Regions from separate parts of the Sus scrofa genome. Here region 1 is linked to region 2. The links are chromatin contacts, called in public HiChIP or PLAC-seq maps. All regions are on one chromosome and are shown on one strand. Each heading gives the region's core, a stretch centred on a gene start, on an enhancer-like site or on the middle of the called end of the contact. The rest is flanking DNA. Distances are from core to core; before and after follow the strand shown.

What was found. HiChIP or PLAC-seq counts read pairs in DNA pulled down with a chosen protein or histone mark.
Region 1: an H3K27ac HiChIP or PLAC-seq map of alveolar macrophages shows a contact between it and region 2. The contact joins two enhancer-like sites. A contact is called at or near these places in 2 of 2 datasets of contacts at active chromatin or transcription factors (alveolar macrophages and skeletal muscle).

The regions. Positions count from the first base shown.
Region 1 is chr13:126,365,394-126,371,562 of Sscrofa11.1, forward strand. The region is part of intron 8 of LPP (lipoma-preferred partner); the gene reads left to right. Among named protein-coding and RNA genes, the nearest start is that of MIR28, 86 kb to the left of the region's middle. Within about 2 kb of position 3,293, at least 7 of the 83 cell types and tissues checked have an H3K27ac peak or open chromatin away from gene starts, as enhancers often do. A contact at or near this core is called in alveolar macrophages and skeletal muscle, where this site is marked.
Region 2 is chr13:125,637,489-125,643,452 of Sscrofa11.1, forward strand. No RefSeq gene overlaps it. Among named protein-coding and RNA genes, the nearest start is that of LPP, 140 kb to the right of the region's middle. Within about 2 kb of position 3,708, at least 20 of the 83 cell types and tissues checked have an H3K27ac peak or open chromatin away from gene starts, as enhancers often do. A contact at or near this core is called in alveolar macrophages and skeletal muscle, where this site is marked.

The DNA.
Region 1 (6,169 bases), core at 2,043-4,542, 730 kb after region 2:
GACTGGTTGTGCATGTCAGCACAGTAAGGCAAGAAACCCATAAAAGGATAAACAATAAACATACTCTTGAGTTTAAAAAAATTTCTTGGAAAGTAATGGTAATAACACTGCATGACAAGGAGAATGAGATGCAGCCAAAGTGGAATTCCAGGTAAAGTTGGTAATCATTAATTGCAACAAGAAAGAGTGCAAATATATGAACCTAAAAAACTGGAAATGACAAAAGCAACCCAAAGGGAAAAGGGATTAGTTTAAATGAAGGCAGTTCTTGATGCATTGAAAAATATTAGAATTTTTAAGTTCAGGAGATGATTCTTTGAAAAGCATAGTAAAGTGAACATCCAGTGAAGATAATCAAGAATTAAGGGGAAAACCAAAAATTATAAAAATTTAAGAATGAAAAGGAAGCTTTCAGCATCGATGTAGAGGACATTTAATTATTACAGTTAAAATTTTATAGAAAAGAGGCTATTCTCTGTGCAAATCTAAATACAGGGGAAGAAAACTTAAATAACCTCATAAACATGGATGAAATGCAGAGCTACTACCTGAGAAAGAACCAAGAACTTTTACAAACAGGAGTTTTCAAATCTTTGAAGAACAACTGATTCCTGTGCTATTTCAATTTTCAGAGCTTAGCAAGAGAAGATAAGCTTCCCAAATCATCTTGTAAAGGTAGCCTGATCCTGATTAATTATACCTAACCTAGGTTGCCCCCCAAAGAACACTCTATGCTAATAGAACTTTCATAAGTGCAGAAATCTTAATTGAAATATTAGCACACTGAATGCCACATAGTGAAACAATCCAGGTTATTCCATGATTCCAGTGTTAGAACAATTATTAGGAATCTTTTAGCATGATTAGTTGTAGTGAAATATCAATTTTAAAAAAATTAGTAAACATCCATTGATGCCAAAAAAGCATTTAATGAAATTTATCACACATTCTTTTTTAAAAATGAAAATAATTGCAATAACTTAAAATGAGCTTTAAATAAAATAGAAGAAAAAAAGAAGATATTTAAGTTTAATAGGATAAAATAAACTAATGGTGAGCCCTCTTCCTAGATTTTCCTAGATATCCACGGAATTCCTGCTATTATATTAGTATTATTCTTAACATTCTAGCCTTTGTAATGGAAATTTGGAAACAAAAACAATATATATTATACGACTTTTTTCTTTTATGTATATACTATTTCAAGTATATAATATTTCTGACACAAAGTTATAAAGCATAATAAGACGATATACCATGTACCCATTATCCAATTTAAGAAATAAAATATTAGAAATCCAGTTGAAATCTCTTAGGTTCTTACCCCAATCACATTCTCAAGGCTCCTGTACAGTGGTAGCTAATATGCTAAATTTGTTTTAACATCCATGGGAGTTCCCATCATGGCTCAGTGGTTAATGAATCCAACTAGGAACCATGAGGTTGCAGGTTCGATCCCCAGCCTCGCTCAGTGGGTTAAGGATCTGGCATTGCCGTGAGCTGTGGTGTGGGTCACAGATGCAGCTCAGATCTGGCGTTACTGTGGCTCTGGTGTAGGCAGGCGGCTACAGCTCCAATTATATCCCTAGCCTGGGAACCTCCATGTGCTGTTCTAGGTGCAGCCCTAGAAAAGACAGAAAAAAACAAATAAAACATACATTTCTGTACAGTTTTATTGCATATCTCTAATATGTAATATATATCATATATTATTATATATTAGCTCTAATATATATTATATATAGTATATGTTATGTATTATCTCTAATATATATATTATATATATCATACTTTATATATGATATATATTATTATATATTATCTCTAATATATATGTTGTGTTGTTTGCATATAGTATTTCTTAATTTTAAATGAATGTATTGTATCATACTTATTTTTCTGAGACTTTTTCACTCAAAATTGTAAGACTAGGGTGTATAAATATGTATGAATTATATGATAATTATTTAAGAAAATCTAAGGAAACCTAAATTATTTATTAGTAACCTAGCAAAATCAAAATAGAAATTTACATTTAGAAAATAAAATGGGAAAAAAATCTTTATGAAGAAGCAACAAAAACAAAATACCTAGGTAAACCTTTAAAAGGGTAAATGATCTAAGTGAAGAATGCTATAAAATTTTACAGGGATAATTAACTCAGGAGCAAAATGATTGGAGGATTGAATATGCTTTGGAAAGCACCTCTCACTTTAACAGGCATTTATATCATCACCCTGTAATTATACAACAGCTCAACTTTCAGTGGGAGAATAGTTACTGCACTGTCCTTTGCTGATGGATTTTATTTAGCCTTTTCCCCTATAGAGCCCCTAGCCCTTTGCTGATTTTCATTACTGCCCACCACATCCCTGCAGGCTATACGGCCCTCCCTGGAAAGGGTAGTAAGGCTCCCACCTGGAAGAAGATGGCCCAGAATAATAGAGACCTAGCCAGACATACCTTTTGCCACAGTCTGCTATCCCAAACTCTACTTTTTTCTCTTGTCATAGAGATAGAATGCTTTTTAAGAGCCAGGAGGAACCTTAGAAATTCAATAACGTCATTTTATAGCTGAGAAAACCTAAAGCCTGAGAAAGCTGACTGATTTGCCTGAGGTTATATGGTTTATTAATGTCAGAGGCAGGAATAGAAACCATGAGCCTTGATGATGCCTTCAAAGAACTGCTTTCTTTGGGACTGACATGAGAGGTTTAACCATATGTGACTACAGGGCCCAGAGTAACATCCCTAGAAAATACTGGATTGCATAAATTTTGGTTGGAGAGTTTAGACATAAGACAGAAGTTGCTTCAGCCCTAACCAGAATGGAGAGTCTCAGATTTCCAGGTTACATGCCTCTGAAACTTTATGCTAGAACTTTCCCACTGCCCTAGTTTGTTTATTTTTAAATCAAGCATGAACTCACCACTTGGTGTTTGCCAGAGTTTGGATGAATGTCAGCATCAGGCCGCTGTAATAATGGTTTAAGATTATTTAATCCTATTACTTATACACTTCATTAGGCTGAGTGAATTGTTGGCAGTGGTTCAGTAAACTTCCTACTTTAGAGATAGATAAAAGGTTGGAAAGAAAATGGGGAAGGAGTCTGTTCCTTGTTTTCTTTCATATTTATCCTATATCTCCTAAAGGATGAAGGAATGATAATTACTCAGTACAGTGCAAAATCTGTATTAGTAGGGTCTTTTTAACTGGACTGTACCCTCAGAACCGAAAAATGAATACATTTTCGATTAGAATTAAAGATTTGGGCAGAGGAGATAGAGGGAGGAAAGGAGAGAGAGAGAGAGAGAGTGTGTGTGTGTGTGTGTGTGTGTGAGAGAGAGAGAGAGAGAGAGAGATTATGCTTTCAAACTGATCTTAAAAATAAACCAGAAAATAAGTTGGAAGAGTCCTAAGTAAGATATTCAATCTTTCATTTAGGGGGCCTGAGATGAGGCAGCAAATATTTTTAGAGAAAGAATATGGAATTTAACTTCAGACACTAGTCTGCATTCACTTCATTTCTTTTAGCTTAAATTTCCTCACAAATAGAATGAAAATGGTATTTCTTACCCCAGTGGCTAAGTGAGGGTTCAGAGAGGCTGATGGGGCTGAATAAAACTCAAAGTGTGGAGGCTCTGAGCAGTAAATAACTGCATAGACTGAGGCTCAGGAACATATGTACAGAACCTGCAGAAGAGAAGTTTGTGTAGCTTGAATCCCCAAAGGACAGTTATTCTTCCATGTTTCAGTCTCCAGAATGTTATCTGCACACTGCTGGTTTGAGAGCTTGAAGAGTCTGAGGACCAGTCACCAGTCATGAGCCTCAGGGAGCTTGGTTTTCCCAAAATGTGCCAGAGGCCACCTGCTTTGGAATCACCCTGAAGTCCTCATTAAAAACAAAATTCTGGACTACTCCCCAGAATTCCTGCACAAGAAGCCAGGAAGTTAGCATTGTTTATAAGGCTCTTGGAGAAGGTTCCTTTGCACACCCAGATTTGAGATCTATGTGCCTAGACCTCCAGCCCAGCTCGTGTAAGAAGCAGTCCTGAAACACTTCACTTTTACCCCACACGCCTCTCCTCCACATTCCTTTTACAATACTGGGCCAAACTGGACACTTCTCCCAGACATTGCTATCTTAGCCTTCTCTCTCTGTGCCCAGCCTGCTGTCTGCCTTGTACCTTTCTCCATCTCCACCATTTGAAAATCTATCTCATCCAACCTTAAAAAAGCTTTCCTGGAACTTCCCTAAATAGATGGGGCCTTTTCTGAACATGCAAGGCTTTTATTTCTCCCTCTCTCATAGGTTTTAACCTTCTACAATTGGTGTTATAGCCATTTGAGATTTTTGGCATATTCCCTTATGAATTTGAAACCATTATTGGGGTGGGGGTTATCACATTTTATTCTTTTTTTCTTTCCCTTAGTTCTTGTCCCAACGGGTGTGCCTCTGGTTGCTTTGATATTTATTTGGGGCGGGTGGCTGGAGGGGAATTGGGTTTCCATTTAGATCCCAGTGTCTCCTAAGAGAGTCTTTGACTCTTTGTCCTTTGCTGTACCTTGGATTTGGGACTCTATGTGTGTATAAGAAGCAGAGAAGAGAACTTGGCTTGGGGAGCCTGTCAGCAGTCATTGCTGAAATGTAAATGTAAAAAATTGAAAAGAAGGATGTGAGAGTGAAGCCAGCTGTCTTGCTTCCAGCTGTAGAATTATCATAAGAGCTGTTGCACTCAAGGGCAAATGCACAGGCCCAACTTGTAGATGAAAATTGCTGGGGAGTTTGGGTGGAAATTCTCTGATATTCTGATGACTTTGAATGGGGACATGGTAATTCCTTCCCCTAGTCAGGCTTACTTAAAAAAAATAAAAAAAAAAAAAGAACTTACTTCCTGGATCTCTCTTTTGCTCACCTCCCTGCAGAATCAGAGGATGCCAGGCAAGGCTGGCATCATCTTTATTGCAAGGCAAGAAGGCAAGTGCTCTTTTTGAGTGTTTCATAGTAACAAGCATCTGATATACTGTCAGGTCTTAAAAATATTTTTTTTTAACTTGAAGATTATTTAATAATTCAGTGTCCTACATTTATGAGAAAATAGGATGCCATGAGAGGGGGAAAGACATGTTTAGGATGTCAGGAATGCGTAGATGCCCTGAGAACTCTGAGAAATCTAAATCACAGACATACAGGTGTGATGAGTTTTTGAATTATATCAATTATTTTGCATCATGAATGTCTTTCAAAAAAGTAACTTTTGTTTTACAAGCTCTTGAATAATACTAAAAGGTATTTGGGGCAATTTATATAAATAAAGCCATTGGGACACGTTACTTAAAACTGAGCCTTCTAAAATGTATCCCTAAAAAAAAGTGAAAGTTTATATTTTTATTCTAGTTTAGGCAAAAACTCTAAGTAAAATCTATTATAGAAGCATAACAAATATACAAATAATTTCCCCACAAAATACTATTAAATGTACAGGGGCCTCAGAGGCAAGAACTCTAGGGGAATGAAGTAGAGATATTTGGAGGAAAAAAGAGGAATTAAACAAAAGTCTTCATGGAGGAAGAGGCCTGTACCTGTGTGTCATATGGTAAATCTTAGTTTCTTCTAATACCAAGTTTTCATTCTTTTTCTACCCTGACAGGTAAAAGAGAACTGTTACAATTCCTTTTTACAAATTAACAAAATCAAGGCTTAAAAAACCAAGGGCTTTGGAAAACGAGGAATTAGCATAGGATTAGAGCAAAGCTTTGAGCTCTTACACTCTACCTTTCTCTTAAATAAATTCAAGCTAAGAGATGGCCTGTCATCCGGTAGGGCTTTTCATCAGCAAGGCTTTTTTTTTTTTTTTTTTACAGCCCTCAGGTCCTAGTTTGGTTTCCCCTGTTGTTTTGTTTTGTTTTGTTCTTTTGTCTTTTTCCTTTTTGCCTTTTCTAGGGCTGCTCCTGTGGCATATGGAGGTTCCCAGGCCTACACCAGGGCCACAGCAACGTGGGATCCTTAACCCACTGAGCAAGGCCAGGGATCGAACCTGCAACCTCGTGGTTCCTAGTCAGATTCATTAACCAGTGTGCCACGACAGGAACTCCTCCCCTGTTTTAAGAATCCTTCCCTGTGTCCTTCCAGCTGAAGATAAGCACTTCCTCCTCCAATTCCCCAGAG
Region 2 (5,964 bases), core at 2,458-4,957:
CCACACCCACACCTACCTTGACACCTCCTCTGATCTCTGGGTTCCCTCCCCTCCCGCTCCTCTGAGCAAGTTCTACTGTGTCTGCTCTGCCTGCTGGCTGGCAGTGTGCGGAGGCATCTCCTACCAGCACACAAAGCTGATGTACAACCTCTCTTCTCAGCTCCACTGTCAGCCACTATCATGGTAGCTCAAGATGGGCCACTGTAGGACTATCTACACTACCCAAGTCAGCAAACACCCCCACAGGGCTCTTTCCCCTGAGAGTCTCTTGTTCAACAGCTACAGACCCACCCATGCAGATGCTTCATTCCTTCTGTACCTTCTCTGGGCCTGATCATCTGACCTGAATACTCATGCGCATTCCTTTTATAGGAGGCCCTCAGAAGTTTTCCTCTGCACACACAGTGGCCTTGAGTTTCAGTGAGAATGCTGCCAAAGTCTACAGAACAATTCTCAGCTTAGGAATGGAAATAGGACACCAGGAAACAAACAAAAAAAGTCTAACAAATATACATTAACCTCAGGATTAACCCCGGCACTAATGAGGTCTGGGCGGCACAGCCAGAGCGTTTTCTTCCTGCCTGGCTCCCTCTGGGTGACGCAGGCCCCAAGGGCCAAAGCCTTCCCCTGAACTCTGTGGTGGAAACCTTCCAGGCCCTCCGCAGCCGGGCCCCTCACACCACTCCATGAACACACCTGGCTTGGGAACGCTGTCTCTTAGCACAGAGGGTGTGGGAAAAAGTGACTTTTTCACAGGTGTCACAGGTGTCAAAGGAAAGCCTGACATTTCCTTTTTTCCTGTGAAGGCCCTAAACCACCCAAGTTTGCTACGGCGTTAGCATGAAGGGCTCAAATCCTGTCCCGGCTTGTGCATCTCAGAGGCCTGAGCAAGCACCTCGGTGGGGTTGGACTTGGATCAGCTGCACTGAGGACTACACTTGGAGCTGGTAATTATTCCTTAGTGCTGGGCACCCTTACCTTTACATCCCCTTGAAGAAAGACTCATTAAGCAAATAAAACAGGTGGGTGAGCAGGTGGGGTGGAGGGAGGGATCTTTTTTTTTTTTTTTTTTTTTTTTGAGGAAATGCCCTCTCACGGATTTTAGAGGGCAAACTACACCTGTTCTCATGGATTCCTACCTATCTTTGGTGACTACAGTGGGTCTCTTATGAACAGTTACTTTGTTCCTGCTTGTACTTGAAAGGAAAGGATTCCCACAGCCCAAATGGGAATACATGCCACCTTTCTCACCATTAAAGCTTAAATCCTCTCTCCTCCCTATGGGATCCATAAATTCTACCCATTCTCCTCTCTCCAGCATTCCAGAGCCCTGGAGAATGCAAAGCATCCCTCACAACCCCTCTTCCTCTGGGGTGCCCTCCCCTCAACTCGCTGCACACAGGCCACGTACTTGTTCTGACACTTTTCTTTTTTTTTTTTTTTTTTTTTTGTCTTTTTGCCATTTCTTGGGCCGCTCCCGCAGCATATGGAGGTTCCCAGGCTAGGGGTCTAATTGGAGCTGTAGCTGCCAGCCTATGCCAGAGCCACAGCAACGCAGGATCTGAGCCGCGTCTTCGACCTACACCACCACTCACAGCAATGCCAGATCCTTAACCCACTGAGCAAGGCCAGGGATTGAACCCGCAACCTCATGGTTCCTAGTCGGATTCGTTAACCACTGTGCCACGACAGGAACTCCATGTTCTGACACTTTTCATAACAAGCATCCCAGGGACACCAACAGAGAGAGACAAATGTAGGGAAGGGGTGCCATTTCAGAATTCCTGCTTACGGTCTCCCCATCTGGGTCTCTGGCTCACACCGAAATGTGACGCAGGAACCCAGGATTCTAATAATTCTTCTTGGTCTCCTTATCTTCCCCTCTCGCCTCAGGGTGACCTCTCCAATGCCATCGGATTACTGCTCCTGTGCTTCTAGTAATGGCAGATGTCATGGCCTTAGTGAGGCCCTTTCTGACTTTCACTCAGGTGAAACTCAGACCCTCCCTGGGACCTGGGTGATGGTGTAACTGCCACCGGTTTGATGGGCCAATGAGAGAGTACAGATGGAGTGCCTGAAAGATGCCCAGTCAGAGCCCCTACATCTCTCCTCCCCGAGCCATTTTGCCCTACCAAAGAACGGCAGGGGTGACGTACTGATTAAACCTGACCTTGCGCAAGAACCTGAGTCAAAAGATTTTTTTCAAGGAAAGGATCTCAAATTGTGTTTTAGCTCCATTTTATGAGGAAAATCCACACACCTTTCTATTGCCCACCCCACTAGCCACAGCTTTTTGTCTGATGGCCAGATCCTTCCTTCCCTTTTGACATAGTAAAGTCAGGGTGTCTCAGACTGGACATCCAGATGACCTCTTGCTGTCCTTCCAAAACCTAGATTTGAGCCTCATCTGGATCAAGATGAAGAACTGCCATTATTTCCCCACCAGCTCTTTAGTTTTTGCCCTCTCTTTCCACACTTTTTCTTCTTGCCTTCCTCCCAAATTACCAAATGCACAAGTACTCCAAACCACAGAATTTAAGAAAAAAAATTCAGGGCCATTTCTCTCCTACTTTCTAGTGCAGATTAACTCAGGATCATTTCAGCTCTTCCGCTACAGAATTCTAATCCATGTAATAATACCTCGGAACTTATTTTATTTATTTTTGTCTTTTTAAGGCCACACCCACAACATATGGAGGTTCCCAGGCTAGGGGTCGAATTGGAGCTGCAGCTACCAACCTATACCACAGCCACAGCAACGCCAGATCCTTAACCCACCTGAGTGAGGCCAGGGATCAGACCCGAGTCCTCATGTATATTAGTGGGGTTCATTAACCACTGAGCCACGACGGGAACTCCCAGAACTTATTTTAAAATATTTATCAACATACACTTTTCACCAACTCTTAGTGTTCTTTAGAATTTACATGGCTTTTCTCTCCATTTAAGTCAGATATCTCCAATGCATATCTTTGGCATGTTAATATCAGATTACAGCACAGAGAGGACCAGGGGGCTGCTCTGTGCAAAGCCTAAGAGGTCATCGTATTAATCAATTGGATAGAAGATTAATATATTCATTCAACACACACTTACTAATCACTTAACCTGAACTCCTGCAGTGCTTGAGATCCAGGAGCATGTACTTGTGATGAGAATACTATCCGCATCTTCCACTTAGACCGCGAGGCCCTTCAGAAGACTCTGATCTCAGCTTGCCACTCCCTGTCTTAGGACATTGAGCAACTCCCCTCCCTCCTCTGGGCTTCAGGTTCCCCATTGTGGCAGGTGGGTAAACAGAGCATTCTAAATCCTTCAATTCACCTTCTTCAAACTCAGTTCAGAAGCATGGATTAAGCACAGAACATAAGAGCTACTAGACAAGTTCAAAAAAAGGAGGGATCAAGTGTTATTTCAAAGAAATCAGGTCATTGCTGAAGCTGGGCGATGGGCACCCAGAATTTCACCATACAGCTTGTCCACTTATGTGCATATTTGGAAATAGCCCTACTAAAAAGAAGAAAAACAAAGAGAAGGAAACCCAGCAGGCTTCACATAGCAGGTAGCTGCTGAGCAGAACTGCAGCATGGGTAGGATTTCAATGAACCGACACTGGGTCAGGGGCCATTCCAGGCTGGGGCACATCGTGAGCCAAAGCATTGAGACTGGAAAATATAAGACATTCACAAAGGACTGGGAGTGGTCATGTGTGGCTGCAGCTCAGGATGCAAGAGGGGCGGGGAGGGAACCCAGCTGGAAAGGTATCATGGAGTCAGAGCTGAAGGGTCTGGAGAAACAGAGTGTTAAACTCAATTCCAAGGGAAAGTGACTTCACTGGTTAAGCTCGAGTTGGCTCTACCCCTTGTCAGTCAGGCCCCGGGAGAAGGGCCTGTGGCAGAAACTGGCGGAGAAGGAGGCTGGCAGCACCACCAGGCTTGTTTCTTCACCAGGAAACAAGGTTTCCTGTAACTCAGACCCATGAATCAGCATTTCCTCTGTCAATAATACACAGCAAGAAAGGCAACAGCACCGGGCTGGGGGCAATGGAAGAAAGGAAGGAATATTCCATGACACGGCTAGGCTCTGTTCTCTTTTCCCCTCATGAAACACTCCTGATAAGCTCCCAAGTAACACTCGGGTTTCATAAGATAAGTTCCTCAGACAGCCTCACGGTAGCACATGAAAATTAAGTCCTACAGGACACCCAGCTCTCTTGTCATGTTATGAGTTTCTATCACTGTTGGTTAAGGAAGATCACGTTCAAATTCTTTCATTATGTGATAACTAAACATTAATATAACAGTATTTTATTCCTGCTGGGGTTTGAGTGTGTGTGCGATTTGCCTTTTAGTTTTTACACACCCCTGTGCAATATTTTGTTTGACTCTCGTGATAATCCTATAAGGTGCAAAGGGGACATTATACCTATTTCACAAGGGCAGATGCGCAGGCAGGGAGATGGAATGCTTCTTCCCCGGCAGATCTGTTTTAAAGATGCCAGAATTGATACCAACTCCTCAAACTCCATTCAGAGTTTCTTTTTTAAAAAAATTTAAGGCTATGCTCCATTTATAGTTATTATAAACATTGGCTATATTCCCCCATGTTGTACGATATATATCTGTGTAACTTATTTTATATCTAATAGTTTGTACTTCTTAATTTCCTCCCCCTGACCCCTCTCGCCACTGGTAACCACTAGTTTGTTCTCTGTATCTGTGAATCTGATTCTTTTTTGTTATATTCACTCGTTTGTTTTATTTTTTAGATTCCACATATAAGTGATATCATACTGTATTTGTCTTTCTCTGTCAATTCAAGGTTCTTTTCAAGATCACAGACTTTTAATTAATTATATCAATTAACTGTTCATTTTAAATATATTTTACAAGTATTAAATTAATTAATACTATACTTAATTTATTTTTTTTATTTTATTTTAATTTTTGTGTGTGTGTCTTTTGTCCTTTTAGCGCCACATTGCGGCATATAGAGGTTCCCAGGCTAGGGGTCCAATCGGAGCTGTAGCCACCAGCCTACGCCAGAGCCACAGCAACACCACATCTGAGCCGTGTCTGCAGCCTACACTACAGCTTATAACAACACTGGATTCTTAACCCACTGAGCAAGGCCAGGGATCAAACCCGCAACCTCATGATTCCTAGTTGGATTCTTTTTTGCTGTGCCACCACAGGAACTCCCAATCCTGTATTTAATTTAATATATATATTATATATACAGATGTCTTCCTAGCACCAGAAGAATTTCATTCACTCCCTCATCCCCATGATGCATTATGGACTGCCCACTACATGCCACGCTCTCTTCTAGGCACATTCAATAGTGACCAAAATGGACAAAAGTCCTGCCTTCCTAAAGCTTCCATTCTAATTGAGGCACTCGGACAGAGACTGAGATAAAAGTAAAATACAGAGTATGTTAGAGAGTTATACATGCCTTGAAAAATAAAGAAAATGAAGGTTAAGAAGCATTGGGGGGGCTGTGATATGATTTTACCTATGTTGTTCGGTGACCATCTCATTGAAACGTGATGTTTGAGTCAAGACCTGAGGAGGTAAACAATTAAGCCACGGGGACAAATGATGTTCAGGCTGGGGGAATGTCAGCAAAAAAAACAGCAAGTGCCAACACTCTGAGGCAGTACCTTCCTGGCATGCGTGTGAACTGAAGTTTGGCACTTGCCATCAGCCAAACATGATGGAGTAAAACATGAGCCAGTGCTGCTGCCAACCCACAGCGCCCCCCAAGGAGAGCTCAGGGTGGAGACCAGGAGTGAGGTACTCTATGCTCTGGGAAAACTGGAAAAATAGGTCCTCAGATAGTTAGATATTTTGGGGAGAAGATTTTATGATTCCACTCCTTGCATCTCCTCATATCTAGAAAAACATTAAAACCCTTCACAGTGATGTCTGCTCCTCGTGACTAGTAGTAACCTTCCTGAGA